Linked DNA regions of Mus musculus: regions 1, 2, 3, 4, 5 and 7 are each linked to region 6. A link is a contact called in public Hi-C, HiCAR-type, HiChIP or PLAC-seq and promoter capture Hi-C data. All regions are on one chromosome and are shown on one strand. The core of a region is the stretch at or near the end of the contact, and the rest is flanking DNA. Distances in the headings are between cores, read along the strand shown.

What was found. Promoter capture Hi-C pulls out the DNA fragments that hold promoters and counts their contacts. Hi-C and Micro-C count contacts between places; a contact is called where the count stands out from the background. HiCAR-type assays count read pairs that join an accessible place to other places. HiChIP or PLAC-seq counts read pairs in DNA pulled down with a chosen protein or histone mark.
Region 1: a Hi-C map of Sertoli cells shows a contact between it and region 6, with 5 times the contacts expected there. The contact joins the enhancer-like site here to the promoter of Phip in region 6. A contact is called at or near these places in 9 of 39 promoter capture datasets (the 3T3-L1 cell line, 3T3-L1-derived adipocytes, the C10 cell line and 6 more), 1 of 15 datasets of contacts at CTCF or cohesin (large pre-B cells), 1 of 484 Hi-C or Micro-C datasets (Sertoli cells), 13 of 115 datasets of contacts at active chromatin or transcription factors (acute myeloid leukemia, astrocytes, craniofacial prominence and 10 more) and 1 of 9 other capture datasets (embryonic stem cells).
Region 2: a Hi-C map of rod photoreceptor shows a contact between it and region 6, with 4 times the contacts expected there. The contact joins the promoter of Ttk here to the promoter of Phip in region 6. A contact is called at or near these places in 6 of 39 promoter capture datasets (the HPC-7 cell line, erythroid cells, hematopoietic stem and progenitor cells and 2 more), 6 of 484 Hi-C or Micro-C datasets (CD8 T cells, embryonic stem cells, hematopoietic stem and progenitor cells and 2 more), 8 of 115 datasets of contacts at active chromatin or transcription factors (astrocytes, bone marrow-derived macrophages, craniofacial prominence and 5 more) and 2 of 9 other capture datasets (embryonic stem cells and liver).
Region 3: an H3K4me3 HiChIP or PLAC-seq map of forebrain shows a contact between it and region 6, with 8 times the contacts expected there. The contact joins the enhancer-like site here to the promoter of Phip in region 6. A contact is called at or near these places in 9 of 39 promoter capture datasets (the 3T3-L1 cell line, the C10 cell line, cranial neural crest and 4 more), 1 of 15 datasets of contacts at CTCF or cohesin (large pre-B cells), 2 of 484 Hi-C or Micro-C datasets (cerebellum and myocytes) and 18 of 115 datasets of contacts at active chromatin or transcription factors (bone marrow-derived macrophages, cardiomyocytes, craniofacial prominence and 13 more).
Region 4: a contact with region 6 is called in a promoter capture Hi-C map of hippocampal neurons, with 2.8 times the contacts expected there. The contact joins the promoter of Bckdhb here to the promoter of Phip in region 6. A contact is called at or near these places in 2 of 39 promoter capture datasets (hippocampal neurons and liver) and 2 of 115 datasets of contacts at active chromatin or transcription factors (embryonic stem cells and large pre-B cells).
Region 5: a contact with region 6 is called in a HiCAR-type map of astrocytes, with 2.9 times the contacts expected there. The contact joins the promoter of Elovl4 here to the promoter of Phip in region 6. A contact is called at or near these places in 4 of 115 datasets of contacts at active chromatin or transcription factors (astrocytes, embryonic forebrain, large pre-B cells and 1 more).
Region 7: a contact with region 6 is called in an H3K4me3 HiChIP or PLAC-seq map of embryonic forebrain, with 6 times the contacts expected there. The contact joins the enhancer-like site here to the promoter of Phip in region 6. A contact is called at or near these places in 4 of 39 promoter capture datasets (the C10 cell line, cranial neural crest and pre-B cells) and 12 of 115 datasets of contacts at active chromatin or transcription factors (the 230-238 cell line, acute myeloid leukemia, astrocytes and 7 more).

Annotation. Positions count from the first base shown.
Region 1 is chr9:83,718,642-83,722,647 of GRCm38.p6, forward strand. No RefSeq gene overlaps it. Among named protein-coding and RNA genes, the nearest start is that of Gm39386, 5.5 kb to the right of the region's middle. Within about 2 kb of position 1,395, at least 13 of the 459 cell types and tissues checked have an H3K27ac peak or open chromatin away from gene starts, as enhancers often do. A contact at or near this core is called in Sertoli cells, where this site is marked.
Region 2 is chr9:83,832,094-83,836,039 of GRCm38.p6, forward strand. Ttk (Ttk protein kinase) reads left to right here and starts at 2,596. Exons shown (of 22, transcript NM_009445.2): 1 at 2,596-2,666; 2 at 3,678-3,831. The coding sequence starts at 3,696.
Region 3 is chr9:83,684,454-83,688,424 of GRCm38.p6, forward strand. No RefSeq gene overlaps it. Among named protein-coding and RNA genes, the nearest start is that of Gm36120, 4.8 kb to the left of the region's middle. Within about 2 kb of position 2,533, at least 64 of the 459 cell types and tissues checked have an H3K27ac peak or open chromatin away from gene starts, as enhancers often do. A contact at or near this core is called in cerebellum, embryonic basal ganglia, embryonic forebrain and 3 more, where this site is marked.
Region 4 is chr9:83,922,963-83,926,650 of GRCm38.p6, forward strand. It overlaps Bckdhb (branched chain ketoacid dehydrogenase E1, beta polypeptide), which reads left to right and starts at 2,175. Exons shown (of 11, transcript NM_001305935.1): 1 at 2,175-2,397. The coding sequence starts at 2,208. Gm36278 (a long non-coding RNA gene) reads right to left here and starts at 2,043. Exons shown (of 4, transcript XR_379675.2): 1 at 1,868-2,043; 2 at 475-579; 3 at 233-371.
Region 5 is chr9:83,804,134-83,808,150 of GRCm38.p6, forward strand. Elovl4 (elongation of very long chain fatty acids (FEN1/Elo2, SUR4/Elo3, yeast)-like 4) reads right to left here and starts at 2,172. Exons shown (of 6, transcript NM_148941.2): 1 at 1,806-2,172. The coding sequence starts at 1,905.
Region 6 is chr9:82,973,864-82,977,857 of GRCm38.p6, forward strand. It overlaps Phip (pleckstrin homology domain interacting protein), which reads right to left and starts at 1,626. Exons shown (of 40, transcript NM_001081216.1): 1 at 1,389-1,626; 2 at 1,225-1,283; 3 at 1,064-1,093; 4 at 811-870. The coding sequence starts at 1,428.
Region 7 is chr9:83,663,080-83,667,027 of GRCm38.p6, forward strand. No RefSeq gene overlaps it. Among named protein-coding and RNA genes, the nearest start is that of Gm36120, 17 kb to the right of the region's middle. Within about 2 kb of position 1,707, at least 36 of the 459 cell types and tissues checked have an H3K27ac peak or open chromatin away from gene starts, as enhancers often do. A contact at or near this core is called in the 230-238 cell line, embryonic basal ganglia, embryonic forebrain and 1 more, where this site is marked.

The DNA of each region.
Region 1 (4,006 bases), core at 145-2,644, 740 kb after region 6:
ACAATGGCTGGACACTGTGTGACCTCAAATCCAGGAGGTCTGTCCTAGGCCACCACAAACTTCCTTGGTGCCACTTTTCCTAGTTTCTCTCCCTGGCTTCTTTCCATATTCAAATCGCCTCCCTGGGCAATCTAGCTTCTCTGGCTAATTAGTGAGCCACTGCAAGCTTTTATGGCAGCAAATTCTCTAGGAATATCATTTCCCGAATATAGGTGTTTGTTTATCTAGACCTTGCAGTTTTAGGATGACAGCTCTTCCTGGTGCAGCTCTGTGCTCCAGAAATAGCACTTGGAATGCATCTAACTGTAAGACAATAAGATGCTGTCTGATTTAGCACACCGAGCTGGCCATAAGGTGCCAGGCTGGTAGCTGGTGCTCTTAGGAGAGCGCTAAAGTCAGGGCTCTCACAGACCTAGTAATCCTGTGGACACGGACTTCCACTAAATACTCTGCTTCCAGGACTGGGACTTCCGCTCCAGGCTCACGCCCCACCTTTTCCACCCCTCCCCTGCCTATTCCCACATCTCTTCCTTCTTTGGGAGTTTTAGGTGTTACTTTAGAAAATTCTAAAGTTCAAAGGTTATAAATCAGACCTTATGAACATTGTTATAAGCTTGTTATACTAAGAAGTTATACTAAGCTTGGCCACAGAAGAGCGTGAGACATGCAGTTGGCATGTCTGCAGGCACCTGGGGTCCTTTGTGGCATAGGACTGAGTATGGGGAGGGGGTGATGGGTGACAGGTTTGGAGCCTTCACATAGCCCATGGGGTGGTCCGTTTAGGTAAATTTACTTCACCAGGAAAATGAAGGGAATAAATTGTGGAATATAGATCAAAGTTATCTAGTCCATTCTATCCAACTTCCTCTTGTGCATAATTGAATTCTGAGCTTCGAAAGAAGCCGGGCTATTTCTACTGAGAGACATTAGATTGCATTCTAGCCATCTCGGTTTCGCCCTGTATAAAAGCATAAGATCCAGTAGTCATAAATTCTATGACACTCCATCACATTAAGATGATTGACATAAATATTTAAATCCGAAGTAGCTGTGACACCGCCCAGTGGGTGTGGTTAAGGGTGACAACTGAACAACTTTCACAGCTTTCAGAGCCTCTTTCTTTCCAGGCTGCAAAGGCTGTGAAATGATTTAAGGTTCGTTACTACTAGAATTTTATATTGCAAAATCTGCATAATGTATTTAAGACATAGCACAAGACAAGCCAGCTGGTGGCTGGGGACTACACATCTGGCTTCCAAAGGGCAGCTGCAAAAGGTGTGCTGATATGCTACACTGGGGACTTGGAGGCTAGCTGCTGTTACTGAGAGCACGCAGGATGCAAGTGTTTACACACACCCCTCTTCTCGAGACTGCACGACCTTGGCATTTGTCCTTGCCAGTGTCTGAAAATGCCCTTCGATGCTGCCTTTGTATGCAGGGAAATGCCCTGATAATCAGTCTCTTGAGATACTGGGAAATATTTCATCAAAACATGAAAAAAAATACACAGAATACATTATTCCTCTGAAAAAGTTTTGTCCTTTGACAAACTCAAGCCCCTTCCCCCATTCCACCTTGGAACCTTGTCAGTTGAAAACACTTTTCCTCTATCCTGAGAGGCTGTTCCATCTCACCAGACTTCCCTGGGTGTCTCTGCACAGGGCAGGGAGGTAAAGTGTAGGCACAATATGACTTGTCTTGGTGGCAGCTCTGGGGGTGAGAGGGAAGTAGGTCATTGCCTGACCACTATCCTGCCTTGTAGCAGGTTGTCACAGGTACCTTCCCATCTATTTCCCTCCATTGTGATGGAGCCTGGGCCCCTCCTTCCAGATAGTTGCTGGCTATAAAACCACTACTCGGGAGCCTAGGGTTGTTGCTCTGCAACAGACATACCCACCACTTATGTTCCTGTCTTCTGGCCCTGATGTCCTGTGAGTCCAGGGAGACAGGTTACTGACTCCATGCGGGACTACTTTGTGTAATGGTCTGTGTAAGTCGTGGGGAGCCCAAGTGTACTTGAGGTCTTCCATTACCAACGGACTCTCTGGAAATGTGGCGAGCCAGCTAACTTCTACTGCTTTTGTTCTGTGACCTGACCACCAGGAGCTTGAGAAAGGGGAGATTTTTTTTTTCCTGACCTACACTAAGAAGTATGGACATAGGCAACTGTTAACTGAAATAGCAAAAATAAGGTCAGGACTAATGGCTAAACACAAATGCTACAGACTTCTCGGACAAGACGTCTGGCTACTGCAGTTCTAGATACCACTGTGCCCTTTCAGAGTACCATGAACCAATGAAGGCTGGATATCCTCTCCATGCTTGTTTATTCAGAAAACAAAGCCTCTCTTGGAAATGCCCCCAGTTGACTTCCTCTTATGTATAATGGAATTCTGAGTTTCAAAAGAAGCCAGGCAAGTTCTGTAAGCGATTCTAGATTCTGTAATTGCCCTAGACTAGACCAGACTAGTCACAACACACCCCTTGGCTGGCCTCTTTGCCACTGTAAAAGGAACAGGAGTTCATACGGTGGAATGAAGGAGGAGGATGAGTTGTGTTGGCAGCAGACTATGTCTTACCACTCAAGCCTGCTTTGCCAGCTGTGTGGGGAGGACCACAGATGTTTACACAGTCTCAATCTTTGCTTGCACATCAGTCATACCTTATACCTGAACTGACTGGTGAATAATTGGTCCATCTCAATGTTAATTTCCATTTCTGTTGAAACCAAAAGGCCATAGGCTTCAACCAGAAGCTATGAATGCACCAGGCCTTGAACTCTCCTGCTTCCTTTATTTTAGAGATGAAAAATCAGAGTTAACTCAAAGGACATAGGTGAGCACAGGGCTTGCACTGTGCCAACTTCTGTAGAGCCCTGGCCACACTATACTTCCTGTAGGTAAAAGAATTCCATTCCTTGAAAATAGGTAGTTGAGATCACTTGCTGTGCTTGGTAGATTGACACATGGGATATGAGCCTATTTGGGTTACAGAGAAGCTGCTGAGATGCTAGGATTGGTCATGGTCCTTCAGAAATGAGCCTGTAAGGACTTAACCTTCTGTCTATTCTTCCATTCTTCACTACTCATGGCCACTCAAGAATCTGCTTTAAAATAATTTTCCTTAGAAAATCATTTGCAATTTTCTGTGAGTAGGCAGACCATGTAGGATTTTACAATTAGTCTGTCTGCTATATTCTTATTACTGGCTCCCTAAAATCATATAGAATTACCTCATCCACTATGTTAGGAAATGTTCAACAGGAACAGTTTTGTCCCAATAACTTGGCTCACAGTGGGATGCTGAGTTGGAAGCATTGAACACACTTTGAGACCTATTCAAACCCTGAATAACCAACAACACAACCTTTGGTCTTACATTCTAATTCAAGCACACAGAGAATGAAAAAATATATATTCATAGTTAAAAGGACATAAAGTAAAAAGCAATTTCAAGCTAAGAAAAACACTGCTGCTTCCATTATACGGATATGGCTTCTTGCCTCACAATGTAAACTCTGAGAAAATGAGATGGAAAAGACCAAGTGGCTGAAAGATAAATTAGCTAAGGCATGAACAGACAGCTCACATAAAAGGATATTTAAATAGAAGCTGGACACACACACACACACACACACACATATACACACACACACATACACACACACACATACACACACACACACCTACCTTTTTTGATGATATGACATTTGATTTTTTTTTGCCAATGATTTCTTAGATGCAAATTTAAAACAGGCAGAGATGTCATGCTCATTTTCCTATGGGCACACACCCAAAAGTTCTATTATATATTCTATCAGAGTGACTGGGAACAGACCCCTTCAAGCATTCCTGGGAAAGTTAAAAATACACAATTCCTAGAGGGGACCATGCAGTGACATCCAACCTCTAAAGAGGACTTTACCCTATAGACATCTTCACATTTACAGGATGGCACACAGGTGATACAATGCATTACTGTTGCAGTATGACAGAAGAGACCACTA
Region 2 (3,946 bases), core at 1,346-3,845, 860 kb after region 6:
GTGCACATTTAGTGAAATTACCGATAGACTTGGATTTCGATCTACCATTTTGATAACGTGTTTTCCTCTTTGTTTTTGCTTGCATTCTGAATCCCTCTTTGCACTGATCACCTGCTCTTCACGTCCACTCTTTTGCTCAGCAGCAGCAATTACTTTTTTGTTTGCTTGTTGGTTTTTACTTGTTTGTCATTTTCCTCTTGTTTTTAGTGCTTTCTTTAGGCTTTTAATAACAGTATTGATATATGTTTTGGATCACATACATTATTCCGGTGTGTATACTCATTGTAGATTCAGAATTACTCTATCAGAAGAATTTTCTTGACTATCTTGTATTCTAGTTATGATACTTGTGATAAGCCATCCTTCCTATCTTTTCATCTTTATTTTCCCTTCATAATGAATAATACTTTTGGTGGATGTAAAATTTGTCAGGGCCAGCTTTTTTTTTTTTAAAGTATTCTGAAATAGGTTTTGCATTTTACATCATTTCTGACAGGTCGTCTGTTGTCGTCTTCATGGTTGTCTTCCTATGTGTAACTAACTGTCTTTTATCCTTCAGCTGTTTTGAAGACCTTTCTCTTCATAACCAGTTTTAAACAACTTAATTACGTTCCTATAATACAATCATAAATTGTGGAGGGATTCTCCATGTCGTTCAGTCTGTTGTTGTTGGTTTTTAGTTTTGATCACAGTTGAACAGACTGCCCACTTTTTTCCAGTTTCCCCTCATTTCTTCTAGGAATTCCAGTTGTATGTATATTAGACCACCTTGTTTCACAGTCTGCCACTGCTTTTGTTCACTTTTATCTCCCTGTGTTTAATTTTATGTATTCTAAAATAAAGACTTCTTTTTATTATTTGTAGTTGTGTTTGTGTGTGTGCATCTGTGGTAAATGCACCTGAGTGTGGGTATCTCAGATGCACCAGATTCCCGTTGGAGCTGGAGTCACCAGCGATGGTGAGCACCTGATGTGGGGCTTCTGCAAAAGCAAGAAGTGCTCTTAGCTGCTGAACCATCTCTCCAGCCCTTCATACAGTTTTTAAATTGTGCTTTCAAGCCTAGTGATTTTTTTTCTTTTCCCAGCAAATTATCTTCTAACCCCACATAATGTACTTTCTATTGCATACCTTGCACATTTCATTTCCATACATCTATTTTGCTTTTTCTCACACACTCTGAATTTCTCTTTAACATGTTTATAGAATTCTCTCTTAAGTTTTTGGAGTGCATAAAATACAGCACACATTACTATTTTAATGTCCTAATTAGCCAAATATGTCATCTGTGTCATTTCTGGTCTGTTTTAATTGATCCCTTATTCCCCCTCCCCCTTAATAGTTACATTTTCTTGTTTTCAAAGTCTGGTGATTTTTTTTTCAATTACATAAGAGTGTAACGACAACCCTGTTGAGTTTTCTTGTATTTCTATAAATATTACTGAGCTGTGTTCTAGTCTACAGTTAAATTTCATGAAGATAGTCTGATCTTTTTAAGGTTTGCTTTTCAGCTTTTATGCTTGACCAAAAATACTTTAAAGACTAACTTTGCATTAAACCTTCTGTGTCTATAGGTTCTACATTCATGGATTTACTCAACTGTAGATGAGAAAAAAATATGTTTTTCCTGTGTCTCTATTGAACAACTTGTCAATATTTCTTAAGTAACACTATATAACATCTATTTGTATCACTTCTGTATTCAACTGGGTATTACAAATGATGCATAGACGATAAATTTTAAAGTATTCAGGACGCTGGGAGATTTAAATCACATGCCTTTAACCCCAGCCTGTTCTGCAAAGGGAGTCAGTTCTGTGGCAGCAGTGAATACACACACAGTGAGATTCTGCCTCGAAAACAAAAACAAACTAGCTCCCCTCCCCCACCAAAAGAAAATAAATGTATACAGGAATAGAGCATAGGTTGTGTGTACAATGCCTCTTTATTTAAAGACTTGGAATATCCACAGATTTGGGTATCAGCAATTTGTGACAGAGGGCATCACTTACTGAATGAAGATGAGAGATCTGGCTACTGCTGTAGCTTCTTACACAAAGCAAAACTATCAAGAGTAAACCAGAGCAAAAACACAGCATCTGCGCCATTTCTCGCCCATGAAACCGTTCCCCTGGACCACACAGTCTGCTAGGGGAGCTGGGTACCATTGAGAAAGCCTAGAGAAGCGTTTCTCCTAAGAGCAGCTGAGCTCATAACTGAGACAGCATCACGGGGATGGGGGCGGGGGGGGGGAATGGTTCGGAGAAAGGAGCTCAGCCAGGATGTCCCGACAGGGAGGGGACCAGAATTCTAACAAAGAGAAGGGCGGGTCTTGGGTTGAAGGCGAGGCCAGGGCTCCCTGGAGGGTAGTGCAAGGTCCAGCGGGAGAGCACCAAAGAAAAAGACCCTGACCCCTGACCGTACAGGCGCAGGTCAGCACGGCGAGCGCGTCGGCAGCTGCGGGTAACTCCCCGGGCCGCTTGAAGTGGGTGGGTCCGGCCTCAACGCAGGAGGGGCGGTGCGACGCAAGGAGCCAATCACGGCCCACGCTTCCACGTGGCGAGCCGTAACCAATGAGAGGTAGCGGGGAAGGCAGCGGGGAAATTTCAAACGTGTTTCCGGAGAGGGGTTGGGGTGCTGCTGTTTGGGCTGCAGCTTGGCTTTCAGAGGTGGGTGCATCAGAGCGGGCATGGCAGAGAGGCTGCGGCCGGCGGGAGGCTGCTGGGTGACGAGGGTGGCGGCGAGCGAGCTGGCGCTTGAGCCCCCGGCCAGGCGGGCGGGTACGGCCTGTAGGTCCTGGGCTGCTGGTGGGGGAGCAGGGCCCAGAAGCGGGTGCGCCGTGCGGGTCAGGACTGATTGTGTAACTCTCAAGACCTGCCCCCGTGGGTGGCTGTGAGCTGGGAGGAGGTGGGGAACCCCTTGCTCCCCTCCTTTGGGCCCATTTTTATTGTTAACACTCCGCGGTGGCTCTGAGCTTTAGTTACTGCGTTGTGGAGAATGGCAGACAGAGTGACAGAAAGCCTGCAGACTGTGGGCTATTAACCAACACATTCATGCAGATAACCGGAGCGCCTGGGCTCCAGTACTGTGACAAGTACCTCGATGCTTGCATTAGAAGGATAAAAGCACAAATCAGGGCTTTGTCTGGGACAAACTTCTGAAAGTCGCTTATCTGTAGAAGGATGCAGAATGCGCGCAATGTCAATATTTACTCTGGCAGGGTAGGCGACCAAAGGGACAACTTATTGTCATTACCAAACGGATTCCTTACGTTCCGTAGGTGAAAGAAAGACATTCAGTGAAATGAAGTTTTCAAAGGCGTCAGCTGGACGTGGTGGTGTATCTATGTACAGCTAGTGCTTGGGAGATGTAAGGAGATAAGCTGCAGAATCAGAGAGAGCAAGGCCATCCTAGGCTACTTAACACCCTTACTCAAAACACAAAAGCGTCATGAGAGCATTATCTTCCAGGTTCACACAGTGTAACCTCAATGCTGTTTCATACTGGGAAGAATAGATGTTTTTGGTTCGTTGAAACTTTGTTCTGGTAAATTACAAGCTATGTCCTTGTGGGTTTTGTTGCTCTGGTTTGATTTAGTTGCCACTAACACTTACCTCATAACAGTTACATTTAGATAGATATGTTTACAAAACTAATGTTCTATCTTATTTATTCCAAAGACGAGTTACAATTTAGAAATGGAGGCTGAAGAGTTAATTGGCAGCAGTGTGACGATTGATTCCATCATGAGCAAAATGAGAGATATTAAAAATAAGATAAATGAAGACTGTACTGATGAGCTAAGCTTGTCTAAAATCTGTGCCGATCACACGGGTGAGTTTTTTCTTTGCTTAAAAAAGCAAACAAAAACCTAAAAAAAAAAAAAAAAAAACCGTTGAGAGCCTCCGAGTTGAAGGTGAGCAGTGTTAACCACCTTGTGTGGCCTAAT
Region 3 (3,971 bases), core at 1,283-3,782, 710 kb after region 6:
GGACTCTGAGTCCAAATGTTGTACAACTGCTGTGGCATAGAGATGCATGGAGAGGCGTGCGTGTCCATGAGATTGAAAGGAACTAGCCTCACTCTGGACACTGGATCTCCCTTCAGTTTATGTGGAAGAAAAAGTCTACAGAAACCTTATGAGCAGTTTCACATCTGCTGCCTGGGGTATGAGTTGGTCAAGTTTTCGAGCTACGGAGTACAAGAAGTCCCTTGAGCATCATTCTTGCATAATGATCTCCACGTGTAAATAATGCAATGGAGACACCCAGTCACAAAACCAAACATCTTCATTGCGAGGCTGGTGTGTCCGTTTTCTATTTCCACATAACAGACAGTGACACAATGCCAAGCACTATTGTCTCGCTGCATCTTGGGTCAGTCTCAGAAGACTGGCCATTAGCAGTCTCATCTGGAGGCTTGGCTGGATGTGCTGTTGTGGGCAGAACTAATTTCTTCATGGCTGGAGAGCTCCTGATACAGGGCTTCCTCAAAGCCAGTTTGCTTTATGGAAGGCCAGAATCTCCTCTTAAAAGAAAATTTAGGTCAGACACAGCCAGGATAAACTTTTTATTATTATTATTATTATTTGTTTAAAAGTCAACTTATTTAGGATCTTAATTACATCTACAAAACCCTTCACATCTTTCGTGTAGAACAATATGATCGCCTTTGCCATAATTCTCAGTGAGAAGAAAATGAGTTTCGCCCTGAATACACCTACATTCCACACCCTGTCGATTCTCAGAGGTAAAAAAAAGGTGAGGTGAAGTTAAGAAGCTGAAGCAAATACCAAAAGGGCCAAAATCTTACATCTCTATGACCAGGACCGTTTAATGTGGAGTTCAGGACTGGACCCAGACAGGGCGGGAGTGAGTTAGGGAGCACCTGAGAGGCAGAGCTCACCTGTGTTAAATGTTTCCCAGTGCAGCCGCTCGTTTCTGTTTTAAATAATTTTCTTTATGGTTTGCCATAAAGTGAATATTTTCCAAATAATCATCAAGAAATAAAGACCCCCAAAACTGTGTCTTTATTTATTATTATTATTTTAATATATCTTATAACAAGGCAGTCTGGATGCATTTGCTCTAGTTAGTATGATGTACTCATTAGAAAAAAAAAAGGAGTAATCACTAGAAAACTAAATCAAGCAAATCGTCAATACTTGCCACATAGTAACAAGGCCGTTTATTAACTAATTCACTTATAAGGTGGAAGCAAACTCTGGCTAATATTTTAAAACCATAACAAACTCAATTAATGTCAGCAGCTACTATTGATGCCTGATTTTATGGAGACATTATCATGAAAGGAATTTATATTAATTGAGTACCTTTAGTGTTGAGAAAAGAATCCGAAGTTCACTACTGGCATATGTAATATGATACAAATTTTAAGATTTACCAACTAAAATTACTGTTTTTCTTGTTTATTCTATAAAGCATCCTGTCAAACTAGTAATTTCACTTGGCTCCCTGTCTACCAAGACTTTCTAGGAACATGACAATTCCTTATCTTAATGATTTTTTACATGTAATCCTCTTCCATTTTATATATATATATATTTTTTTTTTCAGAAACGCAGGCACAAGGGTGGAGGAAGATGATCAGTCATAGCTGGGGAGATATAGCAATTAAAGTATTGTGCGGCTGCCCTGGCAGCTGTAATTTTAAAGATGAAAGCTTCATTTTTTTCCCCCTATCTACAATGCCAATTTCATCCAAGCTGTTGTGTTGAGTGCTACATGCACTTAAAAATTACATGTTTAAACTAATCAGGAGCAGAGGGAACGTAAACCCCTCATCCCAATAACGTGGGTGGACTATAAATCTGCTGTGCCTTTTTAACCATCGAAAACTAGGTCTGTTCAAAACGTATTGTTTCTAGAAGTCTGTCAGACAAATACAAAGATATAGATGCAAAATATTCACTGCAGGGGCTTAAGGAGGCAAAGTCTAATAATTTAGAGTAAATAGCAGCCGAAATATCCTCACCTTGGCATTTCTGTCCAAGCTAGCGCAAGAAGAAAGCCCACATTAATTGGTACGCTCAGAGAAACAGGCACTTAGAGCAATTAAGTCAGATGCAGGAAAACAGCCCTGCATTGAAAAGCTGACAGCGGGACCCGGGCACAATATCCGTAATGAGTGGCTGAGGATGGTAATGGATGGAGGCTTGGAGACTAATGGACAATTAATGTAAAACAGATGACTTCCCTCGGAGATGACGGTCTTTTGAAAGGCGCTTCACCTGCTGCTCAAACAAACGCAGCTAAAATGAAATGGGAAGAGGAATGAGGACTCACTGAAGTGAGCCGCAGCCAGCGTTTGTGTCCCTGCTTTCTCCTTGAATATTCGCAGAATCTAGGTCAAAGATTTAACGGGCTCTTGGCAACGGGGGCTGGGGGGGGGGGTGCTTCCTGTCATTTTGGCTTCCTGCCGTAAGGATGGCCTGAGTTGAAGGGTTGCTGTGGCAAGCCTTCCCAGGAGACGCTCTAGGGCTTCTCCTTGTGTCCAGGGGGAAGAAGACAGTGCCTGTCCCGATGCTGCACGGCAGTTTGGAATGACAGGCGCCAAGTGTCCCGGTTGTATGCACTGCCATAGAGATCCTGCAGAGCAGAGCAGTGGTTTTCAACCTTCCTTAATGCCTTCAACACAGTTGTGGTGACCCTCCAAGCATAAAACTATTTCATTGCTTCTTTATAACTGTAGTTTTGCAACTGTTATAAATCCTAATGTAAATATCTGATATAGAGGATGTACATCTAACCCCTGTTGAAAAGTTCCCTCAGAGCGAAGGTATGAAAAGGGGTCTTTCAACTAGCAAGGGGGGTCATGACCCACAGGCTGAGAATCACTGCCGTAGAGGGTCTCTTGGAGATTTGAGAGCCAGGTTTCTTTTCCAGTGCTTATTAAGGTAGGACAGAGTCCTTCATACCTGAGCTTACATAAGTCGAGGATAGGCTTGTCCCAGAAACAGGTTAAGCACCAAAACCGTAGAGCGAAAGCAGATGTCTGGGAAGAGACGTCCCTTTCCCCTAGGGAAGTGCTGCTGGGGTCCCTGTGGTCCCTGAAGCCTGCCTAGCCCTGCCAGAGGCTTGGTGCCACCTGGACTGAGCCTGAGTCCCAGGAACAGTAACTAGCTGCCATCCAGAAAAGAAGAGGAGACGATGAGCCAAGCAGTCCTGGAGAGAACTGTAACCCCTAGAGACAAGGAAATCCTTGTCACTTTCCTGCCTCCCAACACTCTCGGTGCCCAACTCTAAGGACACAATGCTATGACGCTGTCTAAGTCACTGGGCGCTGCATACTGTGTGGGACCATTTTCACTCCAAAGGTCTTGGTAATTTTTTTCACCTATCCTCCTCCATGTTTTCTTCTATTTACTCAGAACAGTGTATCTGGGCTAGCAAGTGTAGGAACGCAGTCTGCATGCTACTGAACACCCTTGAGCAGTGGCCTGAATACTACCAGAAATCTTTGCACTTGTAGAAAAACAGGAAAATGATTCTCAACTCACAGCTGTTTCCAGCTAACAGAATTCCTGTGAGAAAAAGTCAAGTGACGAAAACAAAATGTCAGCTATGTCACACGTATTCATATAAACAACAGCGTTGGGGAGAGGGCTCAGGGCCAGAGACAAGGCTCAGGGCTGGAGACAAGGCTCAGAGCCAGAGACAGGACCTAGGGCTGGAGACAGGGCTCAGAGCCAGAGACAGAACCTAGGGCTGGAGACAGGGCTCAGGGCTGAGACAGGGCTCAGGGCTGGAGACAGGGCTCAGGGCTGGAGACAGGGCTCAGGGCTGGAGACAGGGCTCAGGGCTGGAGACAGGGCTCAGGGCTGGAGACAGGACTCAGGGCTGGAGACAGGGCTCAGAGCTGGAGACAGGGCTCAGAGCCGGAGACAGGGCTCAGGGCTGGAGACAGGGCTCAGAGCCGGAGACAGGGCTCAGAGCCGGAGAC
Region 4 (3,688 bases), core at 925-3,424, 950 kb after region 6:
ATACGTACGATGACATCTTGTGGAGGTCATAGGGCAACTTTCAGGAGTTATTTCTTGTCTAACATGTCATCTTTAGGTATTAAACCCACGTTATCAGGATTAGCAGCAAGCTCCTTTACCCTCTCAGCCATACCCTAGTCCTTTCAACTCAGTTTTCATTGACTAACTTGTCTTTTTAAAACCTTGAGTTTAAAGAGTGCATATGTATAAAACAATAAATCCTGTTACAAACCCATTATTAACTGCCAAATGTCTCCAAGTTTCTTCGTTCTGAAGGCCACATTTGCATACTTCCTAGCCACCCCGGAGCAACATTTTACTCTTCTGTATGGCACGCTAGCTTGAAGGTAGTGATATTCCTCTGGATCCATCTGCAAAGAAAGTGTTACTTTTTTACATATAGTCACTGAATCAAAAGAGGGACGAATCTCAGCAGAAGTAGACTGAAGTGAAGTTCTGTGAGAGAAAACGAACCAAGAATCATTCTGAAGAAAGAAGAGCAACTGTGATGTCCATTGGCTCCATCTTCACAGGCTCTCCGTGTCCCCAGGGATTAGTCAGAAACCCAAGTGGAAATGGCTCAAACAAAGAAGATAGCCCATTTGCAGCATATTAAGGTGTCATGAGGAACCCAGCCATCAGAAATTCCAAATGTAGTCAGTTTCATCTTTTTTTGGGATTATCAAATTACTGAAAACTTCCAATTTTTGCACTTCCCAGAGGCATTTAAAGATAGCCTGACTCCCTGAAAAGAGAGTTTCCCAAACGAAGTTCAATGCAGCTGGGGATGGGGGCAGGCAGAGGCTCTCAGCATAGGAACAAGACATTTCTTTCCTTGCCCTGGAAGACACTTCATTCTTTCACGACAATGAGCCTTTGCACCCACCTCACCTGTTGTGGAAGACTATGGTTCTCTGTGCTCTGCTTTGGCAACCTCTAATCCTCTGGGTGCAGGTCAGCCTTACCTCTGGAAGCATTTTGACCTTCAAGAGCTTGTTTCTCTTCATGCTGTTCTAAGTCTCTTACCACATTTGAATGCCACTGTCTAAGCTGTCTCCTTTGTGTGCATTTCTGAATACGTAGAATTCCATTTCTACTCTTACCCCGTGCTTCTTAGCTAAACCTAACATCTGTTAAGAGGTCACAAATACTACAGGAGGAATGTTTCTTCCTGGCTCCTTCCTCTCTGTTCTCTCAGTCTGTCATAATACTTTCTCCATTCTGGAATCCTTCCTCGAGATCTAGACATACTTTCTTGCCTCTGTTGTATTCTATTTTGATGGCTATCTTCCAACTCATGGCTAAGGAAGATAAATAAATACACACACACATATCATATATATGATATATATGCGATATCATATTTGATATGTATGTGATATATATGATATATATAAAACACTTAAATATTTTAAGATAAAATTTATAAAGTTGATTATTTTGACTTTAAATCAGTCATTCAACTTGCTTTTTTTTTTTTTTTTGGTTTTTTGAGACAGGGTTTCTCTGTGTAGCCCTGGCTGTCCTGGAACTCACTCTGTAGACCAGCCTGCCTCTGCCTCCCAAGTGCTGGGATTAAAGGCGTGCACCACCACCGCCCGGCAACTTGCATATTTCTAAGTTACACAGAGTAAGACCATTAGGTGATTTTTGCTGCACCTCGACTTTAAATTCCTAGTGGATTTGAAGGCCGAAATCTCTACTTACTATTTTTTGATATGATCTAAATCAGGATAAGCAAAATCAATTTTAAAGATTTAAATATATTTACTATTTCAAAATAAGAGTGAAGGCCTTTCCCGAATTCTAGATTTTTTCGGAAACTCGAAACCAACGCCTGTCTTTGCAATGACCATATTGCACTTACAGACTATGAGAAACACAGCCTAAAACGAAAACGCTACTGAAAAATGCACCGCAAAAATGACACTGCGAAAGAACACAGGCAGTCGCGTTGTGACACCCCAAGTCCTGCAGCTGATTTTGGGGTGGGACCCAGGGACCACATCTCAGGCTGCAGGGGCCTTGGTATGGCTTCCGTCTGGGCGGGCCGCCAGGTCATAGCGTCTCCATCCCCGCCCCCGAACTTCCGTCTCCGATTGGTCTCTTTCACGGACCCGCCCCTCGAGGCTGCCCAATGAGGAAGCCTGCGTCTTAGCTCCTCCCTCCCTGCCGGCAGCGTGGGCTGCGGTGCCTGAGAACTGGGGATGGCGGCGGTGGCTGCGCGCGCGGGTGGGCTGCTGTGGCTCCGGGCTGCGGGAGCAGAGCGGCGGCGGTGCGGACTGCGCTGCGCTGCGCTGGTGCAAGGCTTCCTGCAACCCGGGGGCGAGGACACGGCCCAGAAGCGGCGGGTGGCCCACTTCACTTTCCATCCGGACCCAGAGTCCCTGCAGTATGGTGAGATTTGGGGATCTTGCTGCATCCCGGCTCTATCCTTGCCTTGCCCTAGACTCTAGACTCTACTCTAGAGCCTCCTTGGTTCGGGTCAGTTTGCGTTCCTGTTACTCGTCCTTGGTGATTCTTCCCTTCAGATGCAGCCCCTGGAACTTCAAGATAGGTGAGAGGGCACTCTGCCTTCTGCTAGGGCCTGAGGGTGTAGAGGAGTTGTCCAAAGAGCGCTCCCCCGCCCCCTTCCCCTGAGTTCTATCCATGCTTTCCCCATATCAGGTCTTAGGTGTTAGCTTGTCCTAGACTGAGTCACTAACTTGAGGCAACTGTCTGTAAAACACTTGCCTTTTAATTTTCATTTGAAAATGTAAACCTAGGGAGTAAATACTAGAATTTGATTTTCTCAAGGTCACGAGACAGGTTCTGCCTAAAGATGGGAAAGAATCCAGACTTCTATTTCAGCCTCATACAGAGCTCCTGCTGGGCCCCGCTGTCACCTGGCCAAGCAGTATTCCATAGAGATGGTGGAGAAGAGCGAACAGAAGGGAATGGGGCAGGCTCCTGTCCTGCCACCTTTGCCTCACTCTGACTGTTTCTCCTGTAAGTTTTATGCAGTCGCCCTCCATCCTAGGTCTAACTGCAGAGCACCAGGAGAAAGTAAGGAAAACCTACACTGTTTTTTTTTTTTTTTTTGTCTAATAACTTGGGGCTGGCAGTTTTTGGAAGCCCATCTTTACTTGTGAACAATAATGGAATATTTAACCGAAAGCTTGCTATTGGTGAAATTTACATTCCTCATCTCATTTAGTTCATAGGACAAGATTTAATTTCATGTGAGGTAGGTCATGTTTTCATGTTTGCTTTGCAGTTAGATAAACGGAAGCCTTGAAGCAGATTATTCAACAGTACACAGGACATAAGTTCATGAGACATAGCGCCAATGGTCAGAATCTAGTAAGCAGGATTCCAGACTTGCCACTCCACGGAAGGCAATAAAGAGGCCTTTAGAAATAATTTCAATGACGGGGTTTCCCAGTTTTGTGAAATAGTAGGACTAGAAAGATGAACAGCAGTTCGTTTTTCCCTCTCAGCCTTCAGTACTGTTTTCACAGCAAAGAAACTTTGGCCTGGTAATGGAGAAATAGAGCAGAGGTCTTCCGAATTCTCCTTTCCACAGTTGTGAAATTACTAAAATCCGAGTGATGTCATGGCTCTAGGTTGTTACTATAGAAACAGTACAAACATCTTACAGATAAAAGGCAGAGTTTAGAAAAAAGTGACAACATGATTGCACCTCTCA
Region 5 (4,017 bases), core at 922-3,421, 830 kb after region 6:
TGCTAGTAAGAGGTCACCTGAGTGTCCCTGCATCTACTCATTTCTCAAGTTTGTCCCATCATTGTGTATTATTTTATGTGCCCCTAAAAAGTATAGGTGCAAGCTTTCACATGAGGGAACACACAAAACCCCCAACTCCATTCACTGTCTTTTTCAGAATCATTCAGAAGGAATGAACCACCACAGGAGGCTTACGTTCTAGCTTTGCTCTCAACTCTTTTTTTTTTTTTTTTTTTTTTTTCTGAGGCTCAGGAGAGGTGAGAACACTACTGAATGGGAAGGAGCCGAGAGAGAGAACGCCTAGGTGTGGCTCTGGATGCGAGGTAGCTGGAGAACCTCATCCGCATCGCCACCTGCCAGCCAGCTTGTCTGATGTTCGGCTCTGTGCAATTGTGTAAGGGGAAGCTCTGATGCAATGTTCCCACCAGTATCGCAGAGATGAAGGGAAGGGTGCTTCTTCCCCGGGTATTGCAGGTATCAGTGTGATAGCATTAAAGTAAAGCTCAAGAAAGAGTCGTTCCTGGACAACTGCCTTTAAACCACCGCCAGCTTCGCGGCTTGGGAACTACTGGCTCTCCTACGGTCAGATGTTTGATCTCCTGAGAAATATCGCGCGTTTTAAAACAAGTCATCGAAGCCTCCAGGTCGAAAAAGCGTTTGTCTCATACAGAAACAATTCCAGCAAGCATTTTGTTCACAGCACATACATCAAATGTCATTCTGTATCAAGCTATATATAACCCACTGTCTCGATTGCCCTAGCAACAGAACACAAAAAACTAAAGAAGAAACTTTTCACTTCTAAAGAAGACAGCCATCATAACCTATATTGCTAACATCCTCCGTTGCTAGAATACAGGGTCACACTGCAAACACACAACACAAATTTAAAGCCCCAAACTATTCCCTGGGATCCTTTAAACTTAACGTTTAAGGTCTCGGAAACTTTTTAAAGCAACAAAGCAAGTGAAGAAATGTTAAAACGTGAACATTTATGTTACAATTACTTCTGCTAGGAAAACTAAGTCACTCAATGACAGCCCTGCTCTGCAAACTCAACAGCTGAAGGGAAAGTTCGCTAATTTCAGTACACTGTACTTATGCTTATGCAGGCTTCTGAGCCATCCTCTAGGTGCTGCTGCGGAGACCCCCAGCCCAAAGCCTGCCTTCTTTCCCCTCCCCCTGACGGCACTGCACTGCGCAAAGCTCTCGCAGAGGGTAGCCTAACAGATTTGCTACTGGGAAACCACAAAAAAACTAACGTTCTTCAAGAAGCTAAATAATGTTATTTTACTTTTCAGTCGAAATTATACTACAAAGAGGTTAGCTAAATGGAAGAAGATAATGAGTGGTTTGTCAAAGTCTTCAAGGAAGCTGAAGTAGCGGAGAGACAGGTATAGTCGCAGCCCTCGTCCGCCTCCAGGCCTATCGCTCTATAAGGAGTACCAGTGCATAAGATAATAGGCGAGCTCGGGAAATGCGGGCGTCAGGGCAGGGTGGTTCCTTGGCTGCACTGGTAGCATCTGGTTAAGTCAGCTCCTGCATTCGCGGAGCTGAAGAGATGGGAGTGTTGAGGGGATGGGGGGTGGGGGGGAGTACGCCTTGAGAGTCTCATCTGATTAACCAGTGCACAACCGCGAGGTCCGCGGCGCCGCATCTGCGGGGACCCGAGCGCCCCCAACAGCCTCAAGGCGCTGGGTAGGGGGCGCAGGGCCTTGCCTAGCGCTGAAGCCGGGGACTGGCGTCTGAGCCGTGGGCAGCCCAAGGAACACCCAGAGGAGATGGGTGAGGCCCCTCGCCTGTACCTGCAATGGTCCAGGTCCAGCGATAGAACTCCACGGTGTCGTTGAATGCCGTGGACATCGCGTTCAGGACGCTGCCGGGCTCTGAGTCCAGCAGCCCCATCTTGGCGAGGAGAGGTACGAGCAGCGGCGAGAAGAGAGGCTCCGATGGACCGTGGGCGACTGCGGCGGGAACCCTGCTGGCAGCGGCGTCTCCTCCTCCTCCAGGCGCCGCGACTGGGGATGCAGGCGGAGAGCAGCGGCGAACAGCAGAGACAAGAAGCCGGAGGGCGGAGGAGGAGGAGGACCAGCCACGAGCGCCCAGCGCTGCTCCTCTCTGTCGCCGCGCGCTGCCGCAGCTCCAATCCCCTCGCCCGCATCACGTGGCCGCGCGGGGCGGGGCGGCGCCTCCTCTCGCCCCGGGCGCGGGGATGCTGCGGTCGCGAGTGGTGGCCGGCTTGCGCAGGCGCGCTAAGGCCAGCCCCGGGCCACCACCTGGGCCACAGGAACGCCGCAGGGGGACACCTCGTACCCAGTCCTCCTCCCCTGCCTTCCTGCCCACGGTTACCTCTGTTCTGCCGGATGCAACGTGGGAAACCGGACGGGAAAAAGTGGGAGTTTGTGGGCAAAGATGAAGTACGCGATGCATTTCTGGTTCTTGCCTATCATTCACCTCCATCACATGTGCTTTTGCTGTCTTCGCCTGTGGCACGTGCTTGTCACCCAGACAAGGAAATGCGGGTGGTTTCACTGTAAAGGAATGCCATTTGTCTTAAGCAGCGGCAAAGGAGAGTAGTCTGTGGTCACCCCGTAAATATTATTAGCATGTAGTTAAATCCTTGTGAGTATTGAAAACAGCGACACTGGCCGATCAAAGCAATATAATTGTACCAAATTAGGCTATTGGTAGTTCAGAGAGGATGGAGCCATAAGAATAGGCTAAAAGAGTCCACTTGCACCACATGAGATTCAGGTCAATCTGAAAGGGTGATGCTGAGGAGAAAAAGAGCAGTTGACTTGTGAGAAGAAAGCAGTCTCTATGAATAAATAGCAACAACAATAACTGCAGCAACAAAATCACACTATGCCATTTTTATAGTTTCTGACATAAAGCAAGATTTCAGTGAATGGTCCAATAACAAGTTCATATGCGTTTTATTCAGATGTGCCATCCACTTTTGTTTCGGCTTTTTTTCTCCACTTGACTGATTTAGAATGCTTATTTTAGAGGTCACTGAGTCAAATGCTCAACGTTGTTAACATGAGTACTACCTGAGCCCTAACTCTGTGCTATAAATAGCAAGTCATAAATATTTATGGTGACAAAATTATAACGCACATCACTTCAGAGCATAGTGGGAGTTGTTTAAGTAGAGAGAGCTTCGGCGAGGAAGGCTAATTAAAGGTAACTGATTTGCTATATAACTCAGACCCCCACAGCCTTCTTTACATGCTTTATTCTGAAATCAACCAAATGATATGATTTATTAATTTGTCAAATCTGCTTGCCAGAATGAAGTTTCTCAAATTAAAGAATTTCTTACACCTCAATTCCTAGTTACGAATCTAGTAACTACAAAGAATTCTAGTCAAATTTCATTTCCTTTGTTAATGTGAGTATGAGTTAGGTTTCCCTTTGCTTATGGTATTGGTTGCTACCTCTGTATTGTCTTGGAGTCTTGGATGTTTTTATGATGGAGAACAGATTCCTACCCTCACCTCACAAAATGTCACCGTCTTTGCTTATTTAATATAATGTGGAATCATTAAGGCAGCTTTATTCAAGAATTTTCTTGGAGCCTCTCTTCTACAGTGGAGGTCAGTTTGAGTTCCTTGTTCACTAGGGGGCGCCTGTCACATAAGGAAATCATAGACAAGCCCCATCAATGTTAAGTTAGAAATGGCAACTATATTGTTAACATTTTCTCTGCCTTACTTGGGGGCATAGTCATTTTTATTTATACTTAGGAGCTGTTCAAGCACATAAGAAGAAACAGTCTTAGGATGTATCCACCCTTGAGCTCTATTACTTGGTGTGAAGATTACAGTCCATTACTTAATATTGCTTAATTCACAAGTAGTTTACAGATACCAATAATCACACAGAACCAAAGCTTGCGTCTATGGTTTGAAAACATCCCTAGAAGTTCATGTGTTGTTGGATCTCAATCCCCAATACAGCAAGGTAGAGAGTTGAGACCTACTTGGAGTGGTGTGGATCATGAGGGCTCCCCTT
Region 6 (3,994 bases), core at 376-2,875:
CCACCCCACGGCAACTATGCAGATAAAACCCACAATTCTTCAATGACCTCTATAAATGACTTTTAATAAAAGAAGGTAATATCCCCCAAGAATCTGCAAAATTGGAAAACGCCTATTAAAACTTCCAGGTTTATACTTCGGCAGATCTGTTTGTATAATGCACAATGTGCCGCTGGGTGACTACCATATCTATCTGAACGCCTCCAACCAAACAAAGATTAAAAAAAAATAAAATTAAAAATCTGGGTCTGAATCTACAGAAAACAAAAGACAGAGGAGAAGGGGGAAAAAAAATTTTAAAAAATCTTGCCAAGGTTCCTCCGCGGCTCAAAGGCCTTCTTGTGAAATGCTAATGCCACTTCGGAGCAGTTAGTCACCAGCTATTGTGTGGAGCTGGAGAAAGCTGAGCCGGCCGCGCGTGCAGAGCAAGCAAGGAGCTGGCGAGCGCGCTCTCCAGGCTTGCGCCGCTCCCGCTGCCGCCGCCGCCGCGCGCGCGCCCCCGCGCGGATACGCGCGCCGGCCCCTCCTCCTCTGGCCTTGCACTGCACAACACTCATGACGTATCTTTATTTCTAGCACATTAACAAAATATCACAAATAAATTGTCCGCGGACCCCGCGGCCCCGGGGCGCCCGCACCCCCGGCTGCCGCCCCCCGCAGCCCCCGCTCCGGCCTCCCAACCCTCCCCGTGGCCTTTGCAGCTTTTCCCGTTCTGGGGCCAAGTTTTTGTCTCTGTAAAAAATTGCGGGAAATTCAATTTTTATTCGACTCGGGGAAAAGTTTCTTTGCAGTGCGCTAGGAATGTCTCACCAGATTCTGGTAGGTCCTGGGGTGCTCCTTCCCGGTCCAGTCGGTGCGCCGGGGCAGCAGCTGCGGGGACAGGACGCCCGGTGAGCGCGGCCCCCGGCCCGGACCGACGCCGCTCCCCTCCCCAGTCCGCCCCGCGCCCCGCCGGGGACCCCCCGCGCCCCGCGTCCCGCGCCCCGCCGGACGCCCGAGCTTGCGCAGCGGCCCGGGGGAGGCCGTGCGGCGGCGGGACGGCGCCGGGCCGCCGCGCCCTTACCTCCTTCTCGGCCACTTCGCGGATCAGCACCTGCAACAACAAAGCGGGGACGCTGAGCCCCCGCGCCCCGGGCCGCGGCCCCGCCGCCGCCGCCGCCCTCCCCCACGCCCGCGGGCGGCCACCGCGAGCGCCCGCCCGTCCCCGCGCCGCGCGCCGCCTACCTGAGCCGCCTGCTGACAGGGTCCATCTTCCAGGAACCGGGCGATGAGGAAGTAGAGCTCTGCGCGGGAGAGAAGGACGGGGAGACACGGGCTGAGCGGCCGCGGGGGGCGGGGGCCCGCGGGCGAGTCCGCCCGGCGCGGCGGCCCCGCAGCGCCCGACTTACCCGATCGCAGCTCCGAGAGGCCTTTCCTCTCACGAGACATGTTTGCGGGTCACTTCGGGGCCGCCGGCGGGACACCCCGCCGCCGAGGGGACGCGGGGACGGTGCCGCCGCCTGCCCTGTAGCTGTCAGTGTGTGCTCACGAGCCGAGCCTCGGCTCCACCATTCAAGCAACGGCGGCGGAGGCGGAGGAGGAGGAGGAAACAACAACTCTCAGGCAGCGGCCCCGGCTGCGGCCGCCTCCGCCGGGATCCCTCCGCCGCAGAAAGGAGTCCGCGCCTTCGCGGCCCCGCACTCGCCGCCCCCGCCCCCCGCGGGAAAAGGAGTGCCTCGGCCTAGGCCCGCGCCCGCGCGGTCGTCGCTCCGCGCGCCCTGGGCCGCCACTTATTTATTTATTTCCAGCGCGAGGAGATGTCGGAGCCGAAGCGGCGGGCTGCCTGGCGGGCGCTTTCTCTAAAGAGGCCGCGGGCGGGAGGGAGAAAGGGAGGGAGGGGAGGAGGGGGCCGGCACGGCTGCGCGGAGGGATCTGACGCACACGGAGCCGCAGCACAGGCTCTATTCAGCGGCGCTGGCTGGGTTGAGATGGAAGTTAGTTTCTATGTAGCAGAAATAGGAAACAAATGAAGCAAAACTGCTCAAAGAGGGGAAATGCCGGGAGGACTGGGCTCACTCTCACGCACGCACAGAGACTCTCAGCGAGCACTCTCAAGCTGGGCCAAGTCGGGATCGCGCTGCCCTGCCCGACTTGAACGCTAGTGTTTGCTTTCAGTCTTGCCATGTGCATGTGTATAAATGCTGCGGATTGGCATCCGTGTAAGTCTTGTCCTGCGATATTTCTGCAGCCTGGGCAAGTGTTGTGTAATTTATTGGAGTGCCGTGGGTTGCAATAGAGGTTCGGGCTTTTTTTTTTTTTTTTTTTTTTTTGAGCCACTTGCGTTCTGCAAACCCGTTATTCCCCGAAGCCACCTCTGCATATTTCTTTTATTACTACCATCGCCTGAAGCGTTCGTTTAAAAAAAAAAAATGTTTTTGTTTTGATAAACGGGCAAGAGGAACTCCAGATTTGTACTTCAGCTCATCTTTTCCCCCACTTATTACAAAAAGGCTAGTGATGGCTAATTAGGGATTTGGAAGTGAAGAACCTTAAAGCTTTTTAAAGTGTTTACAAGAAGGGCTAATATAAACCTGAAGGAAAGGAAAGGGCGCTAGCTAATACTTATCTCTAACTGATATGGAGGTAAATTACTGACACGGTCGATAACCTACCGAAGGTTATTGAAAGAGTATATTACAGTTTAGCAAAGGTGATTAGTGATTAAATAATTTAAATTATCTGTGTATCTTGCAGTTGACTTCGTCATGCTAATTAATGGCTTCTAATTTACGGTGTAAACCATTCCTGTTTACAGTTAATCACGGGAAGACTTCTTAAAAACTGGCGAAAAGCAGAAACAAAAATCTTTTCGTAAATCCTAATGTAATTACTGGTTTTATATGATACATCGTTCATCTGTGTTTTGCTGATGAGGATAGGGGCCTTGTTATTTTTAAAACGAATATGGGTGAAATTAATGGAAACAATGGAAAAGGCCGTTTGTTAAAAAACAAGGACACCGAGTGATATTTATCTCCAGATGAATTAAGCACTTTCCAAAAAGACTTTGAGAGTTCAATTTTTTTAAAGGTTGGCCTTTTAAAGAGAATTAGGCTAGTCATTCTTTTGTTAATCCTTAACAAAAGATCCTCTTTGAATTTCTTAGATAATAAGCTGCATTTTATGGGTCTGATTTTAAAAGGTAATTTGTGAGGTAAGGACCAAGAAGCTGGATTGTGGTTTTCCGGGATTGTTTCCTCAAGCCCTGCACCCTCCTAGCTCCCTGCCTTCCTAGTGGGAAATGCTGCAGCCGCCTTAGGCTGTACTGCAAGAGCACTAAAACACCAGACATTCTCACACATGTGAGCACGAGGAAACCGTCTCAACCCCCTTTGGAATCATGGATGTAAAATTGCCTTTTGTAACTCAATAAAAATAAGAGGTTACCCCGATTGGTCCTAATGCTACAGTATTATAAGATCTGCCCCTAAACTGGTGTGGCTAGCCTCAGAATCTGGACATGTTTGCATTTTTAAAACGTGTAATCCTAGTCTTACAATGTTAGGTAAAGTAGCCTGCTTCTGAATAATTAGGCATAAAACATATTTTATATGCCTTTGCAATTGTATTTATTTATGTGACTAATGTTGTTTTATCTTAACTTTTTAAAATGCATTATGTCCTTCAAATAATTTAGGTACTTCATTGAGAAGGTCTTTAAATGAACAGATTTTGAGAACTAAAAATTCTACTTGAGGCTTGCTGGTTCTGCACGCAACACTAATCTAATTCTTCCTCTTAGATGTTTTGCCCTTGAGAGGTAAAAATCAAATTTTGGCAAGTAATGTAAACTGTATCTGGATAAAGTTTTGTAGGTGTTAGGAGACATGGGAGGCTAGCATGATACCATGTATGTTTTCCATGCAGAAGCCATGGGAGCTTTTTCTTGAGACTGAAAACAAAAATAAAAAACTGTTTAAGGAAAGCCTGCTTCCTTCTAAACATGTCATTACTA
Region 7 (3,948 bases), core at 457-2,956, 690 kb after region 6:
GAAAATATGAAGTACCAGCAACTTATAGCCACGGCGTTTGGGTGTGTCCTCATTCTGTGATGGTTAGGTGGGTTGTACAGACGCTTATCTTTCATTAAAATACATTATGACAGAATGCTACAGGACGCATATGATATACTGCATATGGTATATGCCTCTATCCATTTCCCAGTGCTCACTTGTGTAGGATGAATGCCCTAGAGCCGTTTGTGGTTTTTATGGTGTGGTCTTTGCCACCCGCCTGTGCTTGTATTTGAAAGGGACATTAGGCGTCACTGATGCTAAGTGGCATCTTCTACTTACTGACTCAGCTCCATTTGGGCTGAATTTTCACTTATGTTTCAAACTTCTAACTTGTGGTCATGAAAATAACAAACTTTAAGTAATAGCAAAACATTAAAAAGTTAAGAAAGAAAGGAAGGAAGGAAGGAAGGAAGGAAGGAAGGAAGGAAGGAAGGAAGGAAGGAAGAGATTCAGTCCATTCCTCTGATGAAAGGAAGACATCGCAAAGTCACGTCCCCGGGAGGGAAGTTCTTCCTGTTTTCCAGGTGGGCATGGTCAGCACCAGGAAGGAAGCATGATGCTAGAAATCATGAAAAACCACCATCGATGCTAAAAATGAAACGTGCGTTCTGAGCCAGGTCCTTCCAGGACTCAGATTTTTTACAGTGTCTGTCCACAGTTCTCTTCTCTGTGAGTGAGAGATGGGATTGTTGTTTTTCTAATTTTAAACCACTCTTTTAAATTTTTAAATACATTATTTTTGTCTTTGAGACACAAAGCTCTTAAAAAAACAAAAACAAAAACAAATAACTAAGAAATAACATAAATTATGTTAGACTAGGCGTTAGGGTCCCTTCTGTGAAATTATTTATATAGAAACATTTAATTGGGCATGGCTGGCGTGTTGATAATAATCAATATATTTGCTCCGCAGTGAACTGGGAATCACATCTCTCTGTCTGGAAGAATCATTTATATGTCTTTTATAGATTCATTAACTAAGGCAAGCAAAATCCATAGCTGCACAATATTAGCAAAAACACTTCCTAGAGTGATTTGTGATTCTTCGTCGGCTGGTGCAGTAATTAAATCACGTGCTGTAAAGTAGTACTGAAAACGAGTTCCTCCGTTCTTAATGAAATTCATTATTTTCAGCTTTAGACATTAAAACTAGAAAATTTCTCTATTTAAGGCCAAGTGCTTTTCAAGCTAATCCTAGGCAGCAGAATTCTTAATGTGGCAGGCAGGGTGCTGGGAATGAGAAGGGTTCTCCCCCCCCCCCCCCCCGCCCCGCCGCCGCCGCCCCCCCCCCCCCCCCCGCCTGGTCGGTCGTACTGAACGGTCCCAGCCCCCAGCTCTTTTATCGGATTCTGAAACTGCCTCAGACATAATTGGGTTTCTTAAGACCCGTTTCCTCACTGGACATGACTGTGAACAAAGAGGACTGAACTGGGAAAATAATTACTTTTAATGAGAGAGACACTGGGGAAGCGTGTGAGGGGCTTCTTCGGTTTGCTTTGATCTAAAATAATGAACGTTCATGCAGCAAATAGAGCAGAAAGATTACAGGCAGCGAGTCCTAAATACAGGCGACACTTTGGGAAAGGTGGGCGGGGTGGTGGTGGTGGTGTAACAATCTAATGAAATCTCTTTCCTCAAACTATGTTCACAACGGGGTTTGCACCGCCGCCACGACACTGCTTTGGATTTTTAAACCTTTGTTTGTACAAACGAGGTTCCGAAGGTCTACTGAATATGTGCGGTCCCCGGTGCATGGAGGGGCGGGTCTGGGTGTTTCCCTTTCTTCTGCCCACCAAAGTAGAATTTTCTCCTCTCCGTGTTTAAAGCCTTCTTTTGTCTTAATTTTTTTTTTTTTTTTTTTGCAACGTTTGCATTGAAGAGTATCCTGCCTGCACTGTCTTCTGACAGAAAAGAATTGTGAGCCTCCCCCAAATGAAGATAACACCACGCTCACGACTGAATTCCATTTTGACAATGTTGCAGCTGGTGGGTAAATCTTCACCCAAATGAATGGTATAAATAAATCAGCAGAAAGCCCACCACTGAAATTCGCGCACTGTTTACATTTGGCTGTCTATGAACCTAATCCCTTATAAGTATGAATATCTGTACCAGCTGGGAGAAACTACTCAAGAGTAAATACAGAAGCCTTGACATCACAGCGGCTAAAAGCTACATTTGGTTTGGGAGCCGGGGAGATGGTTTAGCAGTTAAAGAGCTTTGCCCGAAAAGCAAGAGAACTAGAGTTCAGATATTCAGAAGCTAAGTAGATAGATGAAGGTGGGTGTGGTGACCTGCCTGTCATTCCAGTCTCACAAAGTGGAGTCCTAAAGGAAAGCTGGCTGGTAAGCTAGCCATATAAGAGGACTCTGGGTTAGACTGAAAGACCTGGCTGAGAGATCTTGTTTCAAAACATAAAATGGAAAATCGATCACACACACGCACACACACATGCCTAAAACATATGTATACCCCATGCATGCATTTATGCATGCACACATGTACCCTACTCACATACAAAGAAGAAAAAGAGTGGGGAAAAAAAGAAAAAGTTTTGTTTTGTGTTCTGTGATACTGCAAATGCCACTGTGGGCAAGGTGGCTACTCTCCCTTACATCTGTTCTCCAGGTAGTAACTCAGAAACGCAGGGTGCTTCCATTAGGCCATGTAGCCTCAGCTCAAGGCACTGTTGTTGCTTCTGAGGAGAAGTATAGATAGCACGTTTCACTGTGCTGACTTAGAAACAGCACACTTGATCACTTTATTTTGTTTCTGTGAAACAGGGTTTCTCTGTCTAGAAACCTTGGCTGCCCTGAAACTCTTTCTGTGGACCAGGCTGGCCTCAAACTGAGAGATCCACCTGCCTCTGCCTCCTGAGTGCTGGGACTAAAGGCGTGCAACACCACTCATCTGTTTGTCTGTCTGTCTGTCTGTCTGTCTGTCTGTTTGCTTGTTTTATTGATCCACTTTATTATCTGTAGCCTTGTTGCTTATCTGGCTTCCCCGGCAGGGAGGCCGAGCTAGAATCAGTGCCTGGCATTCTGAGAGTCAGCAAACTTCTGCACAGTGACCTGCCCTGGAACTACGCCGTGATTATTTGAACCAATACTTTATTGTTAGAAATTATGATTATTTTAAATTTTGTATATTATAAGGCCCTCTGATGTGGATCCCAGAGGAAACTCAACAACTAATGCAATTTCTGGCTATTTCAGTGTAGTTTGTTAAAAACACATTGACTTCCAAAGTAGGTTTCCTCTCTGAAGGAGCAGATCCCGTTTGGGCTCAACTTTTCTCCCTAAGCACTCTGGGCAATATACAGGAACATTTTGGCTTTCTACCTGGAGAGTAGGCACATCTGACACCTCCACCCAGAGAGTAGGGGCCAAGCAGGGATGTAGAAAATATTTATGCAGCCCAAACATCAATGTGAATGGGGTCAGCAAACCTTGTGTCGTGGCGAGATTCCATTTTACAACTCAATTAACAGCAATTGTTTGACTGGGAAGATGTCTCCATGGTTAAATCATCCACTGCATTGCACAATGAGGGCCAGTGTTTTGGCTCACCAGAACTCACACATAAATGCAAGGTGGGCCCTGTAGCTGCCTGTATTTCCAGTGCTGTAAAGGAGGAGACAGGGGATCCCTAGAACAATTGGCTAGCCAGAGTAGCCTATTGGTGAGCATTGCATTCAACTGAGGGTCTGGACTCAATGAATACAATAGAGAGTTGAAGTGGAAACTTCTGGATTCTTTGGAAAGTCAGTTATGTCAAAGGATGTTTTCCTGAAGCAGACACAGGTGAAAGGATGTTTTGCGAAAGCAAACATGTGAAAGGATGCATGCTGTTAAGAAGGGCCCAACAGACAGTAGATGACACTGGATGATATTGGTATGCCTTGCCATTCCTTAATGGTCTATG